7 separate regions of the Mus musculus genome follow, and all the other regions are linked to region 4. The links are chromatin contacts, called in public Hi-C, HiChIP or PLAC-seq, capture Hi-C and promoter capture Hi-C maps. All regions are on one chromosome and are shown on one strand. Each heading gives the region's core, a stretch centred on a gene start, on an enhancer-like site or on the middle of the called end of the contact. The rest is flanking DNA. Distances are from core to core; before and after follow the strand shown.

The links. Promoter capture Hi-C pulls out the DNA fragments that hold promoters and counts their contacts. Hi-C and Micro-C count contacts between places; a contact is called where the count stands out from the background. HiChIP or PLAC-seq counts read pairs in DNA pulled down with a chosen protein or histone mark. Capture Hi-C pulls out chosen DNA fragments and counts their contacts.
Region 1: a contact with region 4 is called in a promoter capture Hi-C map of erythroid cells, with 3 times the contacts expected there. The contact joins the promoter of Elp5 here to the promoter of Aurkb in region 4. A contact is called at or near these places in 9 of 39 promoter capture datasets (the C10 cell line, the HPC-7 cell line, cranial neural crest and 6 more), 1 of 484 Hi-C or Micro-C datasets (B cells), 7 of 115 datasets of contacts at active chromatin or transcription factors (bone marrow-derived dendritic cells, bone marrow-derived macrophages, embryonic forebrain and 4 more) and 2 of 9 other capture datasets (liver and macrophages).
Region 2: a contact with region 4 is called in an H3K27ac HiChIP or PLAC-seq map of embryonic stem cells, with 2.4 times the contacts expected there. The contact joins the promoter of Kctd11 here to the promoter of Aurkb in region 4. A contact is called at or near these places in 2 of 39 promoter capture datasets (cranial neural crest and liver) and 5 of 115 datasets of contacts at active chromatin or transcription factors (bone marrow-derived macrophages, embryonic stem cells, memory CD8 T cells and 2 more).
Region 3: a contact with region 4 is called in an H3K4me3 HiChIP or PLAC-seq map of bone marrow-derived macrophages, with 4 times the contacts expected there. The contact joins the promoter of Dvl2 here to the promoter of Aurkb in region 4. A contact is called at or near these places in 13 of 39 promoter capture datasets (the 3T3-L1 cell line, the C10 cell line, HPC-7-derived erythroid cells and 9 more), 6 of 115 datasets of contacts at active chromatin or transcription factors (bone marrow-derived dendritic cells, bone marrow-derived macrophages, embryonic stem cells and 3 more) and 2 of 9 other capture datasets (liver and macrophages).
Region 5: a contact with region 4 is called in a capture Hi-C map of macrophages, with 2.5 times the contacts expected there. The contact joins the promoter of Eif5a here to the promoter of Aurkb in region 4. A contact is called at or near these places in 8 of 39 promoter capture datasets (the C10 cell line, the HPC-7 cell line, cranial neural crest and 4 more), 4 of 115 datasets of contacts at active chromatin or transcription factors (bone marrow-derived macrophages, embryonic stem cells, large pre-B cells and 1 more) and 1 of 9 other capture datasets (macrophages).
Region 6: a contact with region 4 is called in a Hi-C map of B cells, with 8 read pairs. The contact joins the promoter of 2810408A11Rik here to the promoter of Aurkb in region 4. A contact is called at or near these places in 5 of 39 promoter capture datasets (the C10 cell line, the HPC-7 cell line, cranial neural crest and 2 more), 1 of 484 Hi-C or Micro-C datasets (B cells) and 4 of 115 datasets of contacts at active chromatin or transcription factors (bone marrow-derived macrophages, embryonic stem cells, memory CD8 T cells and 1 more).
Region 7: a contact with region 4 is called in a promoter capture Hi-C map of the C10 cell line, with 6 times the contacts expected there. The contact joins the promoter of Plscr3 here to the promoter of Aurkb in region 4. A contact is called at or near these places in 10 of 39 promoter capture datasets (the C10 cell line, cranial neural crest, embryonic stem cells and 5 more) and 4 of 115 datasets of contacts at active chromatin or transcription factors (astrocytes, bone marrow-derived dendritic cells, embryonic stem cells and 1 more).

What each region holds. Positions count from the first base shown.
Region 1 is chr11:69,979,139-69,982,549 of GRCm38.p6, reverse strand. Elp5 (elongator acetyltransferase complex subunit 5) reads left to right here and starts at 1,315. Exons shown (of 9, transcript NM_018740.2): 1 at 1,315-1,343; 2 at 1,988-2,336; 3 at 2,491-2,551; 4 at 2,640-2,720. The coding sequence starts at 2,291. Ctdnep1 (CTD nuclear envelope phosphatase 1) reads right to left here and starts at 1,382. Exons shown (of 8, transcript NM_026017.2): 1 at 965-1,382. The coding sequence starts at 1,066.
Region 2 is chr11:69,879,025-69,882,679 of GRCm38.p6, reverse strand. It overlaps Kctd11 (potassium channel tetramerisation domain containing 11), which reads left to right and starts at 1,695. Exons shown (of 1, transcript NM_153143.4): 1 at 1,695-3,655. The coding sequence starts at 2,470. The coding sequence ends at 3,168. It overlaps Acap1 (ArfGAP with coiled-coil, ankyrin repeat and PH domains 1), which reads left to right. Exons shown (of 22, transcript NM_153788.3): 19 at 1-95; 20 at 188-298; 21 at 649-698; 22 at 955-1,113. The coding sequence ends at 1,055. Mir6924 (microRNA 6924) reads left to right here and starts at 586; the gene lies at 586-648.
Region 3 is chr11:69,998,890-70,002,044 of GRCm38.p6, reverse strand. It overlaps Dvl2 (dishevelled segment polarity protein 2), which reads right to left and starts at 1,453. Exons shown (of 15, transcript NM_007888.4): 1 at 1,019-1,453. The coding sequence starts at 1,212. Phf23 (PHD finger protein 23) reads right to left here. Exons shown (of 5, transcript NM_030064.4): 4 at 2,913-3,155; 5 at 2,034-2,807. The coding sequence ends at 2,593.
Region 4 is chr11:69,044,217-69,047,908 of GRCm38.p6, reverse strand. Aurkb (aurora kinase B) reads right to left here and starts at 2,272. Exons shown (of 8, transcript NM_011496.2): 1 at 1,901-2,272; 2 at 22-124. The coding sequence starts at 1,948.
Region 5 is chr11:69,920,016-69,923,266 of GRCm38.p6, reverse strand. Eif5a (eukaryotic translation initiation factor 5A) reads left to right here and starts at 1,881. Exons shown (of 6, transcript NM_181582.4): 1 at 1,881-2,104.
Region 6 is chr11:69,899,301-69,902,692 of GRCm38.p6, reverse strand. 2810408A11Rik (RIKEN cDNA 2810408A11 gene) reads left to right here and starts at 1,779. Exons shown (of 9, transcript NM_001382461.1): 1 at 1,779-2,390; 2 at 2,883-2,987; 3 at 3,105-3,176. The coding sequence starts at 1,942. It overlaps Neurl4 (neuralized E3 ubiquitin protein ligase 4), which reads right to left and starts at 877. Exons shown (of 29, transcript NM_001013414.3): 1 at 508-877. The coding sequence starts at 795.
Region 7 is chr11:69,844,781-69,848,409 of GRCm38.p6, reverse strand. It overlaps Plscr3 (phospholipid scramblase 3), which reads right to left and starts at 1,793. Exons shown (of 8, transcript NM_023564.4): 1 at 1,719-1,793; 2 at 1,335-1,502; 3 at 837-1,075; 4 at 711-753; 5 at 387-607; 6 at 35-196. The coding sequence starts at 1,341.

The DNA of each region.
Region 1 (3,411 bases), core at 66-2,565, 940 kb before region 4:
TCCCCCCAGAATCTGACTTCAGGAGATTTACTCCAGAGGGCATGTTCATTAAGAAGTGATGGTAAGCCAGGCGTGATGGCGCACGCCTTTGATACCAGCACTGGGGAGGCAGAGGCAGGTGGATTTCTGAGTTCGAGGCCAGCCTGGTCTACAAAGTGAGTTCCAGGACAGCCAGGGCTGGGGGCAGGGGCGGCGGGGAGGAATGGTAGCTGAAACAATGTTTACCTTGGAGAAAAGCTTGAGGGAGAGAACCCAGAGATACCTGGGTTCATCCAAACAGTCTCTACACTCCAAGTATCCCTTCATAATCGCTAGAGTCGCCTGGAGAAACATGCCCACCTTCAGATGCAAGCTCTCCAGCTAACAGCCAGCTTGTCTAATGAGACACCCAACTTTAATGTGCATCTGACAACTAAAGATGCCTATTGGAAAAGCATCGTTTTCTGTCCCAGGGTCTTAATAATAAGCCCATACACACAAGCTAGAGAATTCCAGAGCCTTTTTGGAGGAGCTCCTTCACACCCAAGGCTTTTCCTCAAGTTCCAATTCCTGCTCCATATGCCCTTCTACCCACCCACACCACTGACAAAGGAGTCTGACTTTCAACAGGAGGGTCTTTCCAAAGCCCATATCAATAGTTCTGGCTACCAGCAAACAGGTGTTCCCGGCCTCTTCTTTCTTTAGCAACAACTCTAGCTTTCGTAAGGAGAGCACCATTCTAGCCCCCGAGAACTGCCAAATCCTATCCCATTTAGGCAGATTAAGAAAGAAAGCAAACCCAGTAAAAATCATGGTTCTTTTATTAAGGGCTGAACCTTGCTTAAAGGTGTCCTACTTCTCCAGCGGGTAAAGCTCTGGCCAAGGCTCCCTTCCTAGGCCCAAAGCAGAGGCCCAGCACTATCCAAAATTCCGCGAGCACCGCGGACAGAGGACCCCACCACTGGCAGCACCCAAGCAAACTCACCGTGCGGATCTGCCTCCGCAAAAGGTAAATAAAGAAGCTCCAGAGCTTGGCGGCGAAGGCCACGAACGTGCGCAGCCCCAGCAGACACTGCGTCCGCATCATCCCGATGACCCCGGCACCGCCGGCCCCGGGGCCCCCGCGGCCCAGCTCCGCCAGCCCCCCGGGGGCAGCCCCCCGCCGCAGGGAGGGGGAACGGGGGCCCCGAGCGGCAGGAGAGGCTGCAGAGATGAGCACGGAGTGGGTGGCTTAGAAAGCCACCCCCAGCGAAGGGAAAGCCCAGCGGAACCGGGAACTGGGGGACTGGCGTGGGCAGCCCGCGGGGGCCCACATGAGCGGGAAGTGGCACCGACGACTTCGCGTGGGCTGCAGGCCGAAACAGGTCGGGCTAGGACAGGGTCCTCTGAGACCAGGAGGGAAGGGGATGGAGAATTGGGGGAGGGGGCAGTGGGGGAGGGGGCTAGGGAAAAGGGAGGGAGGGAGATGGGAGGGGAAGGGGGAAGCGAAGGGTGGCCTTCTGCGCAGGCGCGCTAGGGGTCTGCCCCGGGAAGGGGGCGGGCGGGGGCGGCGGCGGCGCGCGGTGGGCCGCGGCGATTCTCGGGGGCCCCCTGGGCGCAGGAGCTGGGGAGGAGGGGGAGGGGGAGCCGAAGGGCACGGATCGCTGGGCCGGAGTGGCCTCCCCCTCCCCGAGGTCAGGATCGCTTAGCCGCTGAGGAGCGGGGCTGCAGCCTCTGCAGCTAGGCTTCCCACTCTGACAGGCGCCATTTTACCGCCCAAAGGGCTCCCTCCTCTCTTCCCTCCTCCTCTTCCCCTCTGACATTACTTCCGGTAGTGACGTGTATTCACTTCCCCGGGATTGCTGTTTCCCTCAATTCATTCTGAGGAGGGAGGGGAAAGTTAAGGAAAGCTCTCTGCTCTGACCCCGGGGTGCAGCGTTACGCACGCGCACTAGGTTACTGCGGGGCGGGACCTGGAGAGAAGCCAGGCGCCGTGTGGGCGGGGCCGAGTGACATCATTTATTCCCAGGTTCGAACCTTCTTCGGGATTGGAGCTCGTGAGACCTCTGTCCTTGTCCCCATCCCACTGATAACTGTTCCAACGGCCCTTCTGGCTCCAGTCATGGTGCAAGAGTAGATTAAGGATGTTGTCTCTAGGACTGTGTACAGAGACTCTGGAGCGGCCCCTCCGTGTAAGCCCCCTGAGAATACGGAGCATAAAAAAACCAGGCTCCTCTTTCCGGACTTTGCGGTCCTTTAAGGTTGGAAGCAATCGTAAGTGCCCCGCCTCCTCGGTGGTGACGACATCAGAAGGCGTCCTGAGGCGTCAGAGATGCTGGACTCGTTGTTGGCCATCGGTGGTTTGGTGCTTTTGCGAGGTGAGGGATCAAGGCATGCGGTGGTAGCCTTGGGCTTGGCTGAAGGAGCGGGAGCCTGGAGGACCCGCTGGGGATGGATACCCAGCTAGGGGTGGAAGTCGTGGTCGGAGCCCTGAGGGCTCAGTAGGTCTCACCCATCCTTGGCTCTCCCCAGATTCCGTGGAGTGGGAAGGGCGTAGTCTCCTGAAGGCTCTTATCAAGAAATCTGCACTTCGGTGAGTTAGCCCACAGTTTCTCCTCTCCTTCCCGGAAAGGGAGCCGGTACCCCCACTCTTCAATATATTTCCTTCATCTCTGCCTTAGTGGGGAGCAGGTCCACGTTCTGGGCTGTGAAGTGAGCGAAGAAGAGTTTCGCGAAGGTTTCGACTCTGATGTCAACAGCCGGTGAGTATACATTAAAACAGGTTTCATTCGGACTACAGCTGCTAAGGACGTCTCTTCAACAGACAGCACAGAATCTCATACTGTGGAGAAACTGGTATCGTAGGGTTTGGAACAGTAAAAATTAAAAGACTAGCGAGATGGGTTTTTTTTAGAGACTTTAGCACCAGCTTGCCGGCTTGACTGAAGGGACATGAATGAGGCTGTTGCTCACTCAACAAAAGAGAGCAGTAAACGCTTAGATAGTTTGCTGTATATACATAAGCATTCTGGCTTTAATGTTTGCACGTTAATGCATAGTCAACCAAGAAACACTTGAGTTTCTTCTAAAGTTGATGTCATCATCTTTTATATAAGTGTCCTTGGAGTTGGTTTGTTCTAGGCCTTATTATAAGGCTCAAGACTATAGATGCTAGAATTGAACTGAAAACACAAGGCAGGATAAAGGAACATACTAATTCCAAAGAGTAGTAGGCTAAATTAACCTTTGGATAGAACTTTTTTGCCCATTTTATTTTATTTTTCTCAGAAAAGGACATTTTGTTTTTTGGTTGTTGTTTTTTTTTTTTTTTAATTGATCTCATTATGGGGCGGATCTCATTATGTGGTGTAGGCTGCGTTACAACTCACTGTGTAGTCCACAGTAACCTCTTAACTCCCAGCCTCATATCCTGCCTCATCCTCCCCTATGCTG
Region 2 (3,655 bases), core at 446-2,945, 840 kb before region 4:
TGCGAGTTTCTCCTCCAAAATGGGGCGAATGTGAACCAAGCAGACAGTGCCGGCCGGGGTCCTCTCCACCATGCCACCATTCTTGGTCACACAGGGTAGGGAGCCATGGAAATGGCACCATGGGGAGGAAGCTTTCTGGGAGTGAAATTGGGGGATGCCTGTTGCTGAATTTAGCTCTCTTCTCTAGGCTCGCTTGCCTGTTCCTGAAACGGGGTGCTGATCTGGGGGCTCGAGACACAGAAGGCAGGGACCCTCTGACTATCGCAATGGAAACCACTAATGCTGACATCGTAACCCTGTGAGTATGCCGAAGGGGCAGACTGATGCTTGGACAGTCCTCGTTGGGGTGAGACTAACGTCAAAACCTGACTTGGAGGGTGAGGTCTGGGGTGTGTGTGTGTGTGTGTGTGTGTGTGGAGAGGGGTGTGGAGCAGGAGCATGGACCAGTTGGGTGAGATACTGAGAGTTCACCTGGGGAGCCATTATTAGGACACCAACATTGCAAAAATGTTCGTGAGTGTAAGCTTTTATCTTTAAGCACTAGTTATGGACAGACATTTTTAAGGAGTGACACAACTCAAGAATTGGACAGAGGATGGGGATTTGGCGAAGTTCCAGGTCTTTTACTCCTTAATCCCCACCCTTCAGGCTACGATTGGCAAAGATGAGGGAGGCTGAAGCGGCCCAGGGCCAGGCAGGTAAAGTAACCACGTATTTCACCCCGACCCCGACCCCAGGTCCATACCGAAATGCCTGACCCCTTAGTACCCAACTGCATTAATACCATTGTTTATTCAACAAACATGTTTTGGGCACAGCGAACGTGCCTGACCTGTGGAACAAAGGTACTGTACTTAGGATGCACCCACACTTTAAAGTGCTTACCCTGCCAGGACCACCCCTACTGTGTAGCCCGGCTGTCCAGCCTCCCAGTCTTTCCTCTGATTTCCTTAGGAGACGAGACGTATCTCGACATATTCCGAGACTTCTCCCTCATGGCGTCGGACGACCCAGAGAAACTGAGCCGTCGCAGTCACGACCTCCATACTCTGTGATTCCAGGCTCCTCCCCACCCTGCCCCATTGAAGTCTCCATTAAAGTCTCTCAGCTTGGCTTCTTTCTTAGTTCATTTACTGTGCGCCACCTGGGGGCCCGGCAGAGTGTTTGGCACACTGGCCACCCAGGTGCGGGTAGCCGTGGTTACTCAAGAGGCTAGGGTTTCTCTAAAGGAGGAAGTTGACTAGCACCCGGTGGCTTGGCGGGAGGGGCTTTCGAGCCCAGGGGACCAGGGAAGCCACCGCGTGGGAACCTGGGCTCGCTGGGATGGCCCGAAGGCATCCCGGGAATGCGATGGCTCAGCATCCGCCCCCTCGGGAGTTCCCGACCGGGATCCAACCCGGAGACGTGGATTCTCTCAGACTAGAAGGATGGACTGGAGACTCCATCCTCGACTAAGTTGTACTAGTGAGGTCATGCACATCTGCAGGGAACGCGGGGCCGTCGCGGCCACATCCGCAACGAAGCCTGTGAATCATTCCACCCCCGCTCCAGTCGGCCGGTCCAGCCTGTTCGCCCCATCTCTCGCACTGGCAAGGCCGGCTCCCACCCATAGCAGAGCCCGGCCAGCCCACGGGGGCGTAGGGCGGGGCGCTAAGGGGCGGGACTGTCGCTTAAAGGGCCACTGACCGCTGCCCTTAGGCCACTTCCTGGGGGTGGAGAGGACCTCAGTGCCTGCTGCGACAACCCAGGAAGGCGGTAACGCCCGAGCCCTGAGACACTGTTCCCAACAGAGTCCCGGGACACTCTCAGCTCTGACTGCAAGAGCATCGCCTCTCCCAAGCCATACAGAACTGCTGGCTACCGGCTCCTATCAGTTGCGCCTCCATCTTTTGGGACACACGCCCCTAACCCTGGCTGGGCCTCTGAACAGGTCCTCGGAACCCGACGTGGACTCTACAACTACAAAAGCTCAGAAACTCAAACTGATCCTTTCAGCGTCCGACCGGTGCTCACCACCGTCACCTGCTGGTTGAATTTCGGAAACCCACTGTCTGAAGAGTACAGGAGGGAATCGCTGACCACGCACAATCAGAAGCGTCTGGACCAAAAGCTCCCTGATCCTGTCTGGCTGCCGTCTGTTCCTTTCATCGGTTCTTTCATCCTCTCGGGGATTTTTGTGTCCTGAAGCCCCCAACCACCACCAAAGTAGCTTGGGTGAGCTACAAACTTTACTGTCTTGTTCTCCAACCTCTGCCTCCAACTTAGCAAGTCTGAACGTTACCACCCAATTCTTTCCAAACCCCCAAATATCTGCTTTTTCCTTCTCCTTGCCTGTCTCTTATATTACCCAAAATTTCCCCCCCTCCTGTGTCCTCTTTACCCCCTTCCTTTGGGGGTCCCGTGACCCTAAATGTGGGGGGAACACTATATTCCACTACACTGGAGACCCTGACTCGCTTCCCAGATTCCATGCTGGGGGCCATGTTTAGGGCTGACACCCTAATGCCAGCCAACCTTAACCCGCAAGGAGATGGCCATTACTTCATCGACAGGGATGGCAAGGCTTTCCGGCACATCCTCAATTTTTTGCGGCTAGGCCGTCTGGACCTGCCCCGTGGGTACGGAGAAACTGCCCTTCTTAAGGCAGAGGCTGACTTCTACCAGATCCGGCCCCTCCTGGATGCCCTGCGGGAATTGGAAGCCTCTCGGGGTACACCTGCATCCACAGCCGCCCTACTCCATGCAGATGTAGATGTCAGCCCCCGCCAGGTGCACTTCTCCGCTCGAAGGGGCCCCCACCACTATGAGCTGAGCTCTGTCCAGGTGGACACCTTCCGAGCCAACCTCTTCTGCACTGACCCTGAGTGTCTGGCTGCCATGCGCAACAGATTTGGTGTGGCCATTGGGGACAGGGCAGAAGGAGGTCCACATTTTCGGCTAGAGTGGGCCTCCCGCCCCCAGGAACTCCCTGAAGTAGAGTATCAAAGACTGGGGCTGCAGCCACTGTGGACTGGGGGGCCAGAAGATCGTCGGGAGGTAGCGAACACGCCTACATTCCTGGAGGAGGTGCTACGGGTGGCTCTGGAACATGGCTTCCGCCTGGACTCTGTCTTCCCAGACCCTGAAGACCTTCTGAACTCTAGATCCTTGCGCTTTGTGCGCCACTGAGGGTGCTGCCCTCCACTTGACTGCAGAGGAGGGGGATGAGTCAGCCAAGGGGCCTGTGGCTCTTCTAAAACCTCTTTCTAGTACTGGTGTGGTAGCTATGAAAGTCAGGGATTCCACCATACCTGGCCAGAGCCTAGAGCTGGGGTTCCCAGATCGAGCTGCCCCCTTCCACCCCACAAGACTCACGAATGGTCCAGAAGGTCTACGCGGGGGCTTATCCTGGGAAAGCATCGTGGATTCTCTAGCCTGTTTTTGCTTGAGGATGGGTCCTCTGTATTCAGAAGTGTGGCAAAGTAAGATAGCACCTCTTTGCCCAGGCTAAACCTAGCAGAGCTCTGGCGGGTTGAGCACTAGGTGGGAGGACTTTGACTTATCAAATGTAACCTGCTCCCTAGACTGTGGTTTCCTTTACTGGAGCTGACATCTTATCCTACAGTAACCATTAAGAGGCCAGGACTCTCTGGGAGGTTTCTTTACTATGTTCCAA
Region 3 (3,155 bases), core at 204-2,703, 950 kb before region 4:
TATGCATGCAGAACACCCAAACACATAAAGTAGCTTTTGTTTGTTTTATGACAAGGTTTCTCTGTGCAGCCCTAGCTGTCCTGGCACTGGCTCTGTAGACCAGGCTAGCCTTGAACTCAGAAAACTGCCTGCCTCTGTCTCCCAAGTGCTCAGATTAAAGATGTGCACCACCACTGCCCAACACATAAAATATCTTTAAAAAAAAAAAAAAAGCAAAAAAATCCTCCAACTCTCTTCAGCCCCCAGGGGGTATCGGGGTAGCGGGGAGAGGAGGTTCTGGCCCTAAGAGGAAATAAGAACTCAGAAAAGTTCAGAATGGTACATGCTTTGCCAGGAAAGTCTACTTCAAAACAGCCTAATATATCCCAATAGATCTCGCTGCAATATTACAGACTCTACCATCCCAAAATAATACTATGGAACCTGATTAATAAGCCAGAATAGCCTAATTGTCTCACTATAGCCCGGTCTACATAAAAACACTGCATGCCCAGCATATTGGCTCACACCTGTTTATTTCAGCTCTGGGGGCTAAGGCAGGAACTCCATGGGTTCGAAGCCAGCCTAGGATACAAGGAATAAAGCCCTACCTCCAAACAAAAGAACAAATCAAAACAGGCAAACAAAATTACAGACTATCTCTATCTAACTCGCGTGCAGACGTCTGAGAGCGAGCATCCCAGCTCACCAAAAGATAGATGGCTCTAATCTCCGCACAGCCTAGCATAACCTCAAGCATCACTTCTTTGCCTTTTGGCTAAAATCATGGAGAGAGAATGGCCAAACAAACCAGTGTTCCCCATTCCTCCAACCTAATTTTCTCGCCATCCAGCCCTTTCTTCTATGTGTCCAAATATAACCTTGTCCGTCTTGGGATGGGCTTTCTACCTTAGCACAGTACAATATGCTATGCTCCACTACAGGCCAGAAACAGTCCAAGGTAGACCGGTCTCCCTCAATATCGCCCAATCCACTCTAGCATACCCACCGTCCTTCCCAGTCTAGGCCTCGCGCTTACCCAAAATCCTGATCCATGGACTTGAAAAAGTACTTGGCGCCCGCGGGCCGCTGCAAAACGCTCTTGAAATCGCCGAGCGTGATGCGCTCCGCCGGGACAGGGATCTTCACCAGGTAAGGAGTCTCTTCTTCATCCAGATGGTAAATCACCTTCGTCTCGCCTACACCACCGCCCCCCGCGCTGCTGCCCGCCATGGTCTCGCTCGCGCGCTCCCGGGCTCAGCCGCCCACCCAACAGGACTAAGCGCCCCCGCCGCGCCTGCGCACACCCGCAAACTGACGCGCTAGCGCCAACAGCGCAGGGCCAGTGCGGAAGACGTGCCCAAGGAGGATGGCGGGGACCAGCGGGCTGATCGGGAAGAGCTGTGTGGCGAGACTCAAAACCTAGACCGCACAGTCGAGGGCCACTAGCTCCACGGACGTCGCGAGCAGCACCGAGGTCCCCGCCCACCTCTCCCCATGCCACGTGACCCAAGCCCGCCCACTTTGCGCAGCCGACTGTGCTTCACGTGACTTCCTTGAGTCACGTTACTACAAGCTCCACCTAGACACTCACGTGACCACTGCCTTGAGCAACGGTCTTCAGCCCTAGACGACTCCGCCCCCAAACGTGTACAACCCGCCCCCCCCCCTCCCAAGTACCTTAGCAAGCTTCTACTCTTGGAATGCTGGCAACTGGCCCCCACTTTGCCTTACCCATCTGAGGTTCAAGGCACCTCAATAGCAACTATAAGAGGGGCGGGGATATGGGCTGATGAGTGAGAATTGTAACCTGGGACCCTTAGGGCAGTACTCCTACTAGACTGTACTTGGGATGAGAAAGCCGAAATAGTCTTCAGAGATGTCTGAGGGGCATTAGACAGTGCCCAAGCCAGATTTGGCCCCTAAACTTCCCATCTCCACCTCCCAAATTGTGGAATTACAGCCCTGGACTTACAAGTGGCCTTCAGCCCCAACTCCACCCAAGACTTCCACCAGGTTTCCCAAAGATCCCCTCCCCAAATAGGACAAGGAGGGCTGTAAAACACAAGAGCCCACTCTGCTTTATTTACAACACGCAGGCCGTCTGTCTGAGCAGCCGGCCAACAGTATTAAAAACGAGGCGAGTGCTAATTGACACCTTTTTCTTTCCTTCCTCACTCCACAGGCTTTGGTACTCCACCTCTGAGCAACCTCGCTCAAATGGGGGAGCCCCAAATTAAAAATACATCCGGTGTAAAAGAAAGTAAACGGGAGAGAGAAGAAACATGAGGGGAGTGCTGTATTTACACTACAGTTTTATAGACAACTATCCCATTACATCCCAGTTTGAGCCCTGGACCTGCAAGTGAAAAGGGTACAGGGTTGACTGGACAGAGATTCTGTCTACAGATCCAGCCTCCCCGACCCAACTGTAATGGGGTCAACTTCAAGTCCATGGAGCAGGAAGGACAGAGTAGAAGACACTCATTTCCAAATACGTCTCCCTTGGGAATTGTGGCCCTCAAGTGGGGACAGCCTCCTCACTCCAAGGGAAGGCTGGGGACCCTGAGGCTCAGTTCCCAAGTAATGTCACAAGTTCCAGCCTTAGTGATGTCAGGGTTCTCCAGATTTGGGGAGACCCCCTAACCGCCGGGCCTCTGGCCGAAGTTCCTTGCATTTCTGGCAATAAAAGAAGTCGGGAACGTTGGTCTTCTTAATCTTAGCACAGGAGAGGTGGATCCACGTCCCACAGAGGCTGCACTCAATCATGGGCCGCCCCGCAAAGGGCTTTCTGCAGTAACACGTGATCAGATCCCAGGAGTCGTCACCTGGAAAAGACAAATCTCTTTAGTGTTCTGCTTCAAGGCGTCAACTCCTAAGAGCCCCCAAAGCTATCACCTCTGCTCCCCACCCCGGGCAGCCCAACTTCTCACCTGATTCTACCATGATGTCCTCATCCATGACCCGCATCTCGCCTTCACTGGAGCTAGCATCTCCATCTTGGCTTGTTTCTGTGCTGCCCACATCTTTGCCTTCACTGTCAGTAGGGGGAGCACCTTCAGAGTGCACTGTAACAGGGGGCCTGGGGGCCTCAGGGGGTGTTGGGAGCACAGGGGCTGGGACTCCACCCCCCACTGTCATCTCTTCCTCATCATCTTCCTCTTCTTCCTCTTCCT
Region 4 (3,692 bases), core at 1,023-3,522:
TCTTCCCATCATCCAAGGTACCTGTGGACTGGCTGTTGAACCGGTTCACGAGAGCAAGCGCAGATGTCGTGGCGGGCTCCTTCCGTAGGACTCTCTGGGACAACGTGTTCAGGCCAGACTGAGACTGAGGAGCAAAGGGTGACTCTGAGGGCGTCCTTGTCCCGGTAACCTGGCCAGAATATGCTACAAGGCGCATTTCAGCTGCTTGCTAAAGGACCCATCCACTCACAGTTCACAGAACAATACTGATACAGCACGGTCTGCCTGCCTAGCCAAGAATCTACTCATTGCTCCACGTGAAAGGGGTTATTAAGAAACAACTGGCAGCCAGCAGCAGTGGCACACACTTGGGAGGCAGAGGCAGGGAGACCTCTGAGTTCTAGGCCAGACTGAGTTCCAGGATGGCCAGCGCTACTCAGTGAAACTGTCTTGAGAAAAACAAAAGTAACTTGCAAAAATAAAATGAATAAAAAGAATGAAACAACTTGAGAGCGTCCAGCACACATCCACAACCCCAGCACTAAGGAGGTGGAGGCTCCTGGTTAGGAGAAAGGCAGCCTGCAGCCTGAGCTAAAGAAGACCTTGTTTTGTTTTGTTTTTTGTTTTTTGAGACAGGGTTTCTCTGTGGAGCCCTGGCTGTCCTGGAACTCACTCTGTAGACCAGGCTGGCCTTGAACTCAGAGATCCACCTGCCTCTGCCTCCCAAGTGCTGGGATTAAATTAGTGCACCACCACCGCCGCCGCCCAGCTAGAAGACCTTGTTTTAACATCACCCTCCACAAAAATAATTAAAAAGCAAAGTAAATGAACGAATGACAAAACAACCCAAGGCAAGAGGCTACTACACCAATTCCCCTGACCCCAGCCCACCGCAGGCACATCACTGCCCAGTCTGGATAGTTCTAAACACATCACCCAGGCTTATGTAAGAGCCTGAGCTTGTGAAGTTGAAACAAAACTTCATCTCTTTCTAGGAACAGAACATAGGGATACTGATGGCTTTAGGGGTGTTGCAGGATATTTGACCACACTGTGACCCTCGGGGATGACAAATTAGGCCAGGAGAATAAAAGATATGTTTACACTTGGGTCACTTCACTTTCAAAGTTCTCTGAGTAATAGATATTTTCCTGTGATAGTAAATCAGGGTAAAAGTAACAGGACTGCACGCTTGTCAGTTTGACTCAGGGCTCCACAGAGGAGGAAGCTGGGACAAGGAAAGAGATAGACTGTCCAGGATGCTCAGGTCCCACCAACAGGGAACAGACTATATACAGTGAAGGGCTCTTCATCTGGGGGTGGCCACAGGATCCCATCATGTAGCCAAGTGCGTTACGGGTGTGCTGTATTACAGGTGTGCACCACCGTGCTTACTATCTCCAGTGTGGCGCACACGCACGCACATACACACAGCATTTCAAATCTACTTGGATTCTTACTTCCCACCGCTCAGTACGATACATTCCAAAGCTGGAGTGTAGTATGGATGGTACATCAAAACTTGGAAGCTCTGGGGTTTCATACCCAGGGCCGTACATAAATATTTAGATCATTCGGAACCTTTTAAACCGTAACCTTCTATTCTATAATCTATTTCCTGTGTAGTTAATTTTTTCAGACTCGAGAGTGAGATTCACGACCCGAAAGCACGATGATGTTTGCTCAGTCCCAACTATTATTGTACGTGACGAGCAGGCTCAGCTCTACGGAAGCCCTCAGATTCAGGTTGGCAACATCTGCTACGGTAAGACTGCAAGTGATCAGACTGAGTTTTGCAAGCAAATTCTTGAGGCCCACACGTCGGAAACGCTTAGAGTCCGGCCATTTGCAAGGCCAGCCTCTATCTTCATGGACTCTTCTTCCGGGGGACGTGGGGCGGGGAATGTGGCCAGGACCTTACCGTCTTTGAGCCGTAGGGCCACGGGTAGGCGTTCTCCTTCTGAGCCATTCTCCAGGGCGAGAGCGGGAGGGGAGCTGGACAGAGAGGGAAACAACAGCGAAGGCAAGAGATGCAGAGGCAGATCCCCGGGGAGTGCAAGCCTGGGCGGGCAGAAGGAAGCGAGTCAGCACGCAGCCAAGGTCGGGGGTACTCCTGCACCTCTCCTTCCAGGCGGATAGCGGGCACGTGGATCCGCCCAACGGAACCCGATCAGCCCCGTGGACCACTGCAGCCCCCGCAGTTCCCCGCAAAGCCGCAGCCTACGCCACTAGGCGCTCGCACACGGAGAACCGGTTTACCCCGCGACCCGGACGCTTTCGAATCTCCCGCTCTAGGTCCATTGGCTGAGCCGCCACTCAGCCCACTCTCATTGGCTACGTTTTTTGTGATGTAGTCATTGAAACAGAACGAAGGTGTGGCCTAAGAGGCTTCTTTTTACTAGTTTGAAACTGTGTCCCAAGATGTGCACGCTCCTTTTTCTAGTTATAAAAAATTAAATATTTAAATTGGGCGGTGGTGGGGCGCACGCCTTTAACCCCAGCACTCGGGAGGCCGAGGCACGTGGATTCGTGACTTCGAGACTAGCCTGGTCTACAAAGCGAGTTCCTGGTCAGCCAGAGTTACACAGAGATACCCTGGGGGGAGGTAGAAAATAATAATTATATATAAATAAAATATATAGAGTAAACATTAATATGACCGAGTTCTTTCCGAAGACCTTGGTTAAATTGTCTGGTTTCCACGAAAATTTAGATGCTACCCTTAATATGATCTTTGAAAATACAGTCTTTTTTCAGTATCTTTGGTGTATTGCCTTTACAATGCCCCATAATATTCAATTCAAGCAGATGCTTAGGTCTATTATATATACAGACATAATATTGTATATGACACAGTATTTGCATAGGGTCTGTAATTCTCTAGGCTTCATTGATTAATTCCTAGATCACCTAACTACCTAATACAATAAAAATACTGTGAGACAGCAGTAAGACCTAAGTTAGGGAATATGATGCCGGGAAAGTCTACTACTCAATACAGATGCAATCTTCTAGATGGGATGGGTAGAGGTGTAGGTTAGACAGACAGACAGACAGACAGACAGATAACAGTTGAATCTGTGGGTGTATAAATCATGAATTTGGAACTGCATTTCTGGGTTCTCTATCCTACCTGTCTGTTTTGTATTTGGTTTTTGTTTATTCAAGACAAGGTCTCTCTGTCCAGCCCAAGTTGGCCTTTAATTCAGCCCAGGCTGGCCTTGAATTTCTAATTATCTCACTGCACCACTGACAAGCCCAGTTCATTTCTTCCGTTTGTATTTTCTTAAGTATCCTGTTTTCCTAGGAAGAGCTTTCAGCCAGTGGCATGGTCTACATTCCTGGGCTAGGTACACTCAAAATCCACTCTCTTGCACATTTTTTGCTTATGTGTCCTTACTATTTTGTTCTTTAAAATCCTGCAAGGTTTCTGACAGTAGGCTTGTAATTTTAGCACTCTGGAGCCTGAGGCAGGAGGATTGCTAGGAGCTCCAGGCTACAGTGTGAGCTGTTTACTCCAAAAATATATATAAATTAAATCCATTTCCAATTCTATACGTTAGCAATTCCCGATGAATTAGCTCTTGGTTTTTCTTATATTCCTTGAGTCATGGTAGAGATGGCTTCTGCTGGCCAAGTCACACTGAAGCTGGCCACGAGGGGTATTTTCACTACTTTCGTGCTAAGGGCTGATATTTCATGTGGCCAGGAAG
Region 5 (3,251 bases), core at 632-3,131, 880 kb before region 4:
GAATAGCCCTAGCCCCAAGCTTTGCACCATTTGGCTTTTACAGTTGTCACATGTGTCCAGAAGTTCATATCTTTTTCAGTACTGGGACAGAATTTTAAAATAGGGTTTTACTATGTAGCACAGGCTGGCAATCTTCCTGTTTAGCCAGGAGATAGGATTACTGGCATGTATTACCACACCCAGAGAATGACCATAAACTTCCCATCCTCCTTCCTCTGCCTCTGGGTCCTTAGGTGCTGCAATTACAGGGAGGGAGGGTGGCAGGCCCTGTGCCTGGCTAGGATTGGATTATGTAGGCTACCATAGCCTTGAACTACTGATCTGCTGATCTCAGCTTTCTCAGTGCTGGCATTCCACAGAAAACGACAGAAAATTCAGGAAAAGTGACTGAAAGATATAGGGTGGATAGTTCTACTGTGCTACACAAACACGTAATAATTCCAATTAAGTGCTTGCAAGCGTTCCAGTAAGTTGGAGATTAAGATATCATTTAATATCCTTACTTAGTGGTAAAGAAATTAAAAGTACAGTAATTTGAAGTGATTTCTCAAAACTATAGGTGGCAGTGCATGCCTTACATCCCAACACGAGAGGCAGAGGCAGGTGGATCTTAAGGCCAGTCTGGTCGACTGAGTGAGTTCCAGGACAGCCAGAGCTACACAGAGAAACCCTGTCTTGAAAAACAACAACAAAACCACCACTACCACCAAAAAGGTTTAGATTCCTAGACCAGATTTTTTTGTTTTGCTTTTGAGTCAAGAATTCACACTGTACAGACCAGACTGGCCTTGAACCCACCTGGCTCTTACAGGATTAAGGGAGTGCTCCACCACGCCTGCATTATCTAAGGAGTAGGAATCCTGATCGCTCATCTTTAGATAACGTCAAAGTAATTTAATATTGCACTGTTTTGTTTTTTTCTATTCTCCTGCTCCAGTTTCTCAAACTCAGAGATTACAGGCATCATAAATTTCAAGACCAACTTTATGTGCTGGCTTTATAACAAGTCTCAGCCTCCTAGCGATCTGGCAATAAAGTCTGTGTCGCCTGGTCCAGAGCCACTCTTCTCATAGGGAGTTTGATTTTGGAAGAAACATTAGACATTTCCTTTTAGAAACCTCAAGCCGACCTGGGAAAACAATCGGAAACGCTATGTAGTTCTCTTTATTTAGGATTTAGAAAGGAAAAGCTTCTATGCGAACCTTAGGAATCAACACTAACCAGGGTTTAGACAAGATGGTGGCTTGTATCGGATAGCTCTGGATACTGAAACTATAGCGCACAAGTTGTGTAAAGTACCGAAGCCGGGATGGTTGTAATCCGACCACACTAGCGTGAGAGCAGAGTCTCCCACGGAAAGCAGTCTCTTGAGCACGTGCAGAGCTGGGACAGCGATTCGGAGAAGAGCCACACACCTAACTAGAAAGGTTCTCAGAAACGTGTTTGTGAGTTGTTCAATTCCAGTTAAAGCCGAGGTGTGGCGCCTGCTCAGACGCATGCGTTCTTGACGCCGCAAGCAGCACAGTGGCGTGGTCTTTTCAACACCCCGCGTAGGGACGACGTCTGAGGTGGAAGGGGCGTTTAGGATTCCTAACACGCATGCGTTGAGACCCAGGCGTTTCCTTCGGAGGGTGTGGAGTGCAGGGTTCTGTATTGCGCAGCCGCAAGGGTTGCCCGGTAGAGCGAGCTGTCGCTCAAGGGGAGGGAAGAAGAGGTTGAAGGGATTTAAAAAAAAAAAAAAAAAACCCGGTGCGCCTGCGCATTGCCGACTGGTTGGAAGCACTACGGACTGGAAAGGGGCGGGGTCACGTGTGTGCGTCATCCGATGGGTAGGTGGGAGAGAGGGTGGAGATCGGGGAGGGTCCATGCGCTTGCGCAGTGCGGGGGTGGAAGGTGGTGGAGCTACCTAGCACGCTTGCGCGGCTGTCATAGGGCTGCTTGGTTGGTCAGTGGGGAGTCGGCGCCTGCGTACTAAGACCCGTGTGCAGCAGCGGCGGCGGCGCTAGAGGCGGCGGCGGCGGCGGCGGCAGCACAGTAGCGGGTTCGGAGGCAGCAGTTGGGCTCGCGGCGAGCGGACCAGGTCAAGTCAGTGCGTTCGCGCGAGGTGAGAGCGGGCAGGGCGCGCCTGCGCGTAACCTCGGTTTGAGCTACGAACGAGAGACGGAACTACGCGGGGGTCGGGGAGGGGGGCAGAAGGGAGCGGCGGCTGTCGCCGCACGGGTTCGGTGAGGGAGCGGCGCGAGGTGCGGAGAGGCGGGTGCAGGGCCCGGTTGGCGCGAGGGGTGACGGTTGGGGCCGGCCGGGTGACGTTGGAGCGACGCAGGGCGGGGGACGGCGAGCCGCGAGGCCGCCACGCGGGAGAGGCCGCCAGGCGGCCACGCCGGGGCGAGGGCCCGGGGCCAGATCGGCCCAGACAGGGCAAAGGCTCCTGTGCGGTTGAGGACCGGCGCTGCGCGGCCACGTGAGGTGGGGGAGGGGGCTGTTAGGTGAGGGCATGTGGAGGGGGTTGGCGGCCGGCGGGGGGAGGGGAGGCGGCATGGTCCTGGCCTGGCGCAGCTTTGGGGCAGGGGCAGCCGTAGCACCGGAAGTGTTCCCCATTGGAGGCTGCCCTCGGGGTCCGAGGCCATGCGGCCGAACGTTGACCGGGGCCGCATGGCTGCACGGGGACCCCTCCCCCCTGGCCCGGGCCACCGGAAGCCCCGGGCGACCACATGGTGGGCGCGAGCCGGCAACCCTCAGCGCAAGGAGCTCTGGTCTTTTTTGGGTTTCTCCGGAGCCTTGGATTTTGGCGTGCGGGAGAGACCCTACCCTTGGGTCTCACTCATCCCGCAGGGCCCGTTGCAGGCATATGTTAGTGTTCCCCAGCCTCATGGGCCTCTGGAGCTCATCCCTCAGTCTTCATATGAAGTGAGACGTCCAGCCAGATGTAAGTGGTACTGCTTTGCTGGGGAAACCGGGAAAAGTGGGGAAACTGAGGGCGATTGGACTGATGCCCAACTCTTTCTCGGCCCATGCCGACAGCGCCTGAAAGTAGTGAGCTTCTAGTTCCCCTGCGGTGATCTTCGATCTTCACCATGCCAGTGCCTTCCCTGTCGTGTTTTGTTTGGGAGTTACTGTGTTTTAAAGTCCTTTACTCTGCCAGCCTAGTACGATTTCTATTACTACTACGAATCTTTTGCTTTCATTTTATTGTCATTCACCACCCCTCACTTTCTACTGACTGTACAGGCTGGGCCTGAAAAGCCGACAGG
Region 6 (3,392 bases), core at 530-3,029, 860 kb before region 4:
AATGCTCGCTCTCCTACATCACTCTCATTCCCAACCCCAATACTCTAGTAGGGCAAAGCTCCACCCAAATTCATTCTCTTCTCTTTCCAAATTCGTTTTGGAGTCAAGCAAGTCACATACACTCCCTTTTTCGCATGTCTCCTCATCTATCTTTCTGGTTTGGGACGTTTGTCAACAGTTTGCGCTTTTTATTATTTCTCTACTCTTCCATCTCGGGCACCTGTCAGTCTTCCATCCCTAAGAGATTGTGCTAGACGTGTTCACTAGCCATTCTAACCACCGGACCCTGGCTCCCTGTCCTGCGGGAAACGAATGCTCCTTCAGAATGAATGTGTCTGCTCCGTGTCCTTCTCCTTTCTCTTCCCCGGTGCACTACAGTGTGCCGGCTCGCTATCGGTACCTGGAGGCTCGGTTGGAGATGCAGACCTTCTGGCAGTCCTACCGCTTCTCCCTCCCGTCCCCTCCCACTCCCCTCCACACCTCGTTTCAGCTGCCCCGGCTTTGCACCTTGCGGTCGATGCGGACGGTGAAGACGCGTCCATCGCGCAAGGGTTCTCGGCTCAGCACCAGCCCGTGGTTAAACTCTTGGCCCGGCTGCTGCCGCCGCGCCGTGCGCCCGCAGGCCGACAGGCTGACCAAGCGCCCGGTGCGCGGGTGCAGCTCCCCGCCACCGCCGAGACCCCCGCCGGACCCCAGGCCTGGTCCGCTGCTGCCAGGGCCCCCACCCCCGCCGGGCCCCGGTCCTGGCCCGGGGCCCGCCCCAGAGCCCCCACTCCCACCCGACCCCGCCGCCATCGCCGCTGATACCGCGGCCGCGCGACAGCCGCGCTTGGCGGCACCGTGGCAACCGCGGCGGCCAGACGCCCTGGGGGAATACGGCCGGGGGGCTGGGGCCTGGTGTGCTTTACGGCACTGAAGCGTCCGCAGCTAAGGAACCGAGGTCTCTCACGAGGGGAACGGAAGGACGACGGGGTCGGGGGACTGCTTTACGGCCCAGCGGGACGACAGAGGCTACGAGAGCCGGGAAGATTTGGGCTGCTTTTGCGACAGTGGATGGCAGAATCGCCCGCCGCAGGCGTCTTTGCGACGAAGGCGTGCTGGCGCCCAGATACACTTTGCGACGTCGCCCGGCGCCTTGGACCCAACCCTTGTTAGGGAAAAGCGACATATTAGAGCATTCGCCTTAACGCAAGGGCTGGTGGCTTCCCCTAACACCGCACGCTTTAAGGCGATGGAAGTAAACGCTATCTTCGGGACAGAGAAAAAGTAGTTTTATAAATCCAAGTCTCAGCCCTTCACAGTGCCGAGGCCGGAAATGTCGCAATCCGATCACGCATCACACCTCTCCTTGACCCAGTCTCGCACCTCACCCCGCTCCGGCCCCACAGACTTTGCATCACACCTCTCCTACCCGCACACATTTCAAGGCCAACTTGAGCTCTGTGCCAATGAAACTCTTAAATCTTAAAAGTTACTAATAAAAATCCTAGCGGTGTCCCGTTGGGTAATCTCAAGGGACAGAGCGGACACCTCTGAGAGGTTACCTGAGAGCTATTAACAGAACCCAGCCCTACTCAGGCTCTCCCTGGTGTTGCGGGGCTGTGACATCACAAGGCTCCTCACCGCTGGCCAGGCCCCTTGACTGTGATTGGTTGATTCGGAGAAGGGCGGTGATGGAGAAGGGCGGGAACAAATTACAGAGACAAAGAAAGTCTTGGGGTGTAACAATAAGGGAAGGGTGTGCGGAGGAACTCCCAGGCTGAAGTCTGATAGTCGACCTTTCACCTGCCTCAGCGCCAGGGAGAAGAGGCAGAGGAGGTCCGGTCTGACCCGGAGCCCCCAGCGCCCACCGCCCGCCGCGATGGGGGCAGGGCCAACGGGCAGGGCTATGTGCAGCTAGAAGGGTAGGCAGTGGAATTGAAGTGGTTACCAAGTTGAGCTATGGAGAAGCCGGAGTCTCTCGCACCTGTTAGTGGCCTCAGTGCAGAATCCCCTGGGGGGGTTTCTAGGGCAGTACCTGGCAGTGCCAGAGGTATGCAAACAGACACCGGATTACCCCCCGGAGTAGCCTTGCTTCGCGGTCCTGGCTCCCTCTTGCATTCCGGGAACCCTGTAGTCCGCAGTCCTGGTCCAATTCAGCCCTCTGAAGGGGCAGTGACCCTCAATTCAGGACCCGCTCCGCAACTTCAGGAGGTTGCAAGCCTTGGGTCCAGCACATCCCCTGGCACTGGAACTGGTGCAACTAAGGCGTCCACCCCCGGGCCGGAGGAGGCTAAAGTGTACAGCTCGGAGAGTAGTACACACTCCGGGACATCTTTCACGGAGCGGCCTCGGAGCATCCTAAAAAACAGCAGCTCCATTTTGATAAAGAAACCCCCCGGTTCGGAGAAGTAAGCAACTCAGCTGGTTTTTTTTTTTTTTTTGTTTTTTTGTTTTTTTTTTTTTTAATGGTTTTAGAGCTTTATTGTAGAAAGGCAGGGGGAAAGAGCGAGGGAAGGAGGGCTAGAGAGTAAGAAAGGTGAGAGCTTAAATAGCAGCAACTCAGCTTTTAGCCAGCAGCCCTGAGACGGGAGGGAGGGAGGAGTTCAGGACACCTTGAGCTGAAGCCAAGAAAAAAACAGAGTCCCAAGGCCCTGGTTAGGGAGAGGTGGTGAGGTCAAATAGGTTGGAAATCTGAAGTTCCATGACTTGGAGAGGGCAGCAGGTGTCACAGGAATCCTGGCCACACAGCACTGATTATCACTGGGTATCTGGCTCCCATCCTAGCCTCTACGAGGGAATATAAGAAGAATTTTTTGAATGCCGGGAAGAATGAAGGAGACCTCTCTGTTAGGAGAGGGTCGCCAGAAGAGCTTCCTCCTTTGCTCCTTCCCTCACCTTAGGAAGTCTCAGCGCTGGGATGAAATGAACATCTTGGCTACCTACCACCCTGCTGACAAAGACTATGGCTTTATGAAGGCGGATGAGCCCAGAACCCCCTACCACAGGTGCTAAGCCCTAGCTTTTGAGCCTAAACTGTATTCTAACATGTGGCTATGAGGAAGAGGCAGAGAAGCCTCGGGGCACAAACACTGCCTCCTCCTCCTCCTCCTCCTCCTCTGCAGGCTGCAGGACACCGATGAGGACCCATCTGCAGAATCTTCTCTCAAGGTGACTCCTCAGTCAGTGGCAGAGAGGTGAGAGCCCTCTCAGAGATTAGTTGAGCTGTGCCCTCTGCCCTCATACCTTTGAAGGCAGTCTCAGATAGCTTTGTTCCTCAAACCCTAAAATGGTAGGTACTACCTACCTCCTCAGGCCTAACCAAAGCTGATCTAGGCAATCAGCAGCTTGGTCCCCACCCAACACCTACCCCCACCATCATTTTTTTTCCCTTCTGTACCCCCAACTAGTCT
Region 7 (3,629 bases), core at 544-3,043, 800 kb before region 4:
AGCCTAGAAATCACCGCCCCCTAATTCATAATACCTCAAAGTTGGTGTCTGTACCACAGCCACAAGTCCAGCAAGGCCCTACAACTCGTAGAACAGGTTGGCGATCAGCATCCAGGATGGAAAACTTAGGAAGGAAGGGATGCCAGGTCTGTAGCACATGGCCAATGGTGGTGCCAGGTGGAGCCTGGACTTCCATCTGGAAAGGGAAGCAGACAGGATTACTGTCAAGCCAGGACACCTTGGCCAGCGCTCTTCACTGGTGCCAGCTGTCTTCTGACTGTTCAGACCCTCAACTAAACCGCCCCCACTCCTATTAAAGCCACAACTCTTTCTGCGCTGCTTACCATACACTGCCCACCAACCACCCCAAAACCTGCCATGCCCACCTCCTGAAGACCACAGGGGCAGCAGCTGCAGCCACAATGAAGTGGGCGGAGGAGCCGGAGCACCTCGCGGTCCCCAGGGTCCGCTAGGCGGATTCGAAATGGTCGGCGGGCACCACAGCACAGGCGGGCACAACAGTTGCTCTCTTCAGCTGCCTGACCCAGTTGCTGTCCGGTTCCGGAGCGAAGTTCATACATATTACAGGTCTCCCAGCCTAGGAACGCTGGGAAGGGCAACACGCTGAGGCTCGGGGGCCACCTGCCCAGAAGCTAACCACTGCCATAAAGATCATGAAGCCCATCTTGCTCCATCCATCTCCTACTCACTTTCCACTCGTTCAGCCTTCTGATGAATCAAGATTTGATCAATCTGTAAAGAGTTAAGAGCAGCGTTGACCTTATCCGTCACCTCGAACTTCAGTTCTCCTCCCAGCCATCCTCTCTCTCACTCACCTGCACTAGGAATTCGAGGCCAGGAGGCACCCCTGGCAATGGCACGAAAGGAGCAGGAGGCCCTGGAGCCACTGGGCCTGGCGAGGGGAAGAGAGCGAAGCCGGGAGCAGGGGCAGGCACCTGGGTGGGCACTGGAGCTTGTCCCGGTCCAGGATGCAGAGCCACCGGCTCTGGATACCCAGATGGCACGGGGTAGGGAGGTGGGGGTGAAGGGGCATAGCCTTTGGGGGGCAAGTAGCCTGTAGGGGAGCAGGAGTAGATTAGAAAGTTATCTGTGGACTCTTCTTTCACAGCCCAAGGACCAGGAGCACCCGCGGAAAACGTAAGAAGAGGCAGAGAATGATGGGGCGGAGGGGCAGGGCGGTGGCTCCCCAGGAGGAAGGGAGGGCCCCACGCAGCCAGTCTGAGCACATTCCTGGAGAATGTGTTCGACACCCGGCACCCAATTTCGTGGGGGCAGGGGGGAATAATGGAGACCCCAACCTAGCGTCAACGTACCTGCCATGGGAATCAGGAGGGGAGTCTTGGGCTTTTGGCGTAGGGGAGACTTAGTTCTGGAGTGGGACAAGCTCGGGAACAGCTAGACAGACACAGAAACAAAGACGGACAGGCAGAGGCGAAGAGGTAGCTGCGCCCAGTACGGGCCCAGGGTCTCTAGGGCGGCACCTAAGACTCGGGGAGAAACCGAAAGTGTCAGCGGGCGGGGCGGGGTACCTAGGACCCTGAATTTTCTTAGGGGCCCCAGGACCGCCCCCTCCCTTTGTTCTCCCATTTTTTCTACGGAGATGGCTGTTGGCAGACGGCAGGGCAGATGGTCCTGAGGTCAGACAGATGACCTGACCCCGAGGAAAGTCTCCTTAACCCCTCTATGGTCCGGCTCACCTGAAGCCCCCAGAATAAGTCGGGGGGCCACGCACTCCGGGGCTCACAGGCGCTGGTGGAGGCGGGCCCAGATCTGACCCCACCCCCGGGTCGCCTAAGTCCCGCCCCCCAGTCCGGGCGGGGCGACTGCGCAGAAAGCAGGCGCTTCTCCTCCCCCGGGGCCGCGGACCTTGGACCTTGTGCGCTTTGTTCACCGTGGTTCCGCCCCTTCCGCTCCGACTGCAGAGGCTTGGAGACCTGGCCTGTTGGAGGGTGATTGCGGCCCTATCCCCAGCAGCAAGACCCTCGCCTTTTCCGCGGGTTGCTGCTCTGCCTCCCCACCGCGTGGCTGCTCCGGTCCCCGGGATCCTCCTCCCAAGGGCGGGGCGGGCCTCGCTGACGCAGCGGAACACCATTCACACTCATTCCTTGCCTCCCAGACTTGGCTCGGTGTTCTTCTCAGGGCGACCTCGCTGTGTTCTCCCCCTGTCACAGCGTTGACCCACTCAGTCACCTCTCAGTTCAGGCACGCCCATTACACGCGTGACAGACTTTCAAAAGGTAACAGTAATGAATGTGCATGAGGTAAGGCTCAGGGAAAGACACTTGAACAGAACAGGCCCTCCATTCCCCAGTATGGAGGCAAAACATGCAATCCCAGCGTTTGGGAAAGGAGAGGCAAGAGGAGAGTCACAAGTATGAGGCCAGTCTGTTTTACATAGTTCCAGACCAAGTCAGGGCTACAATAGGGAGACTCTCTCAAAAGACTCCTTTCCTCAAAAGAAGATAGCATAGTATCTGGGCAGGTGTGGAGGATCGCGAGTTCCAGGTCAGCTTGGGAGTGACCTGGGTCACTAGGGGAGATATTAAAGAAACAAAGCCGAAACTAGCCCATCACTTGTGCCTGGGTCTTAACTTCCTATCAATTGTATATTAGTGCTTGGGGTGCAGACTAGGGATTCTTAGAATTCTAGTTTTTATTGTACAGCCTAAACTGAGAACTACTGTGTCAGAACAACCCAGGAGGCTGTGGGCAGGCCAAGGTAAGGGAGAGGTTCTTACAGAAATCTGGTCCTACTGTGGTGGATTGCACCAGAGACCAGGGCAGTGAGGCAGTGTTGATGTGTATATGAGGGAACATGACTTCATTATGCCTCAGAGATAGGATGTAAGGAGAAAATTGCAAGTTGAGTCATGCTAGGCCTCTGAGACCCTTCTGCACAGCACAGACCCCTCCTCCCCCTTGCCTTGCTGTGCTATGTCATTTACTGCCTGCCCGTGCAATCCCTGGCTTCATATATCTTGGTCTCTCTGTTGACCTTTCACCTCTAAGATCCCGTTCCTTTGGGGGTACTTCTTACTAGTGCTGAAAACCCAGCAAATGAGCGGAAGGAAGCTTTAACTGTCCCCAAATGCCAAATAAGCCCACTTCAGTGTAAGGTTGAGCACAGAGCAATGGGTGGTCTTACCAACAAGGGCCATGTTTCCACTGCTGAGGTCTGCATTCTTTTTTTTTCTTTCTTTCTTTTTTATTAGGTATTTTTCTCGTTTACATTTCCAATGCTATCCCAAAAGTCCCCCATACCCACCCCCCCAATCCCCTACCCACCCACTCCCTCTTTTTGGTCCTGGCATTTCCCTGTACTGGGGCATATAAAGTTTGCAAGTCCAAAGGGCCTCTCTTTCCAGTGATGGCTGACTAGGCCATCTTTTGATACATATGCAGCTAGAGACAAGAGCTCCAGGGTACTGGTTAGTTCATATTGTTGTTCCACCTATAGGGTTGCAGTTCCCTTTAGCTCCTTGGGTACTTTCTCTAGCTCCTCCATTGGGGGCCCTGTGACCCATCCAATAGCTGACTGTGAGCATCCACTTCTGTGTTTGCTAGGCCCCGGCATAGTCTCACAAGAAACAGCGAGGTCTGCATTCTTA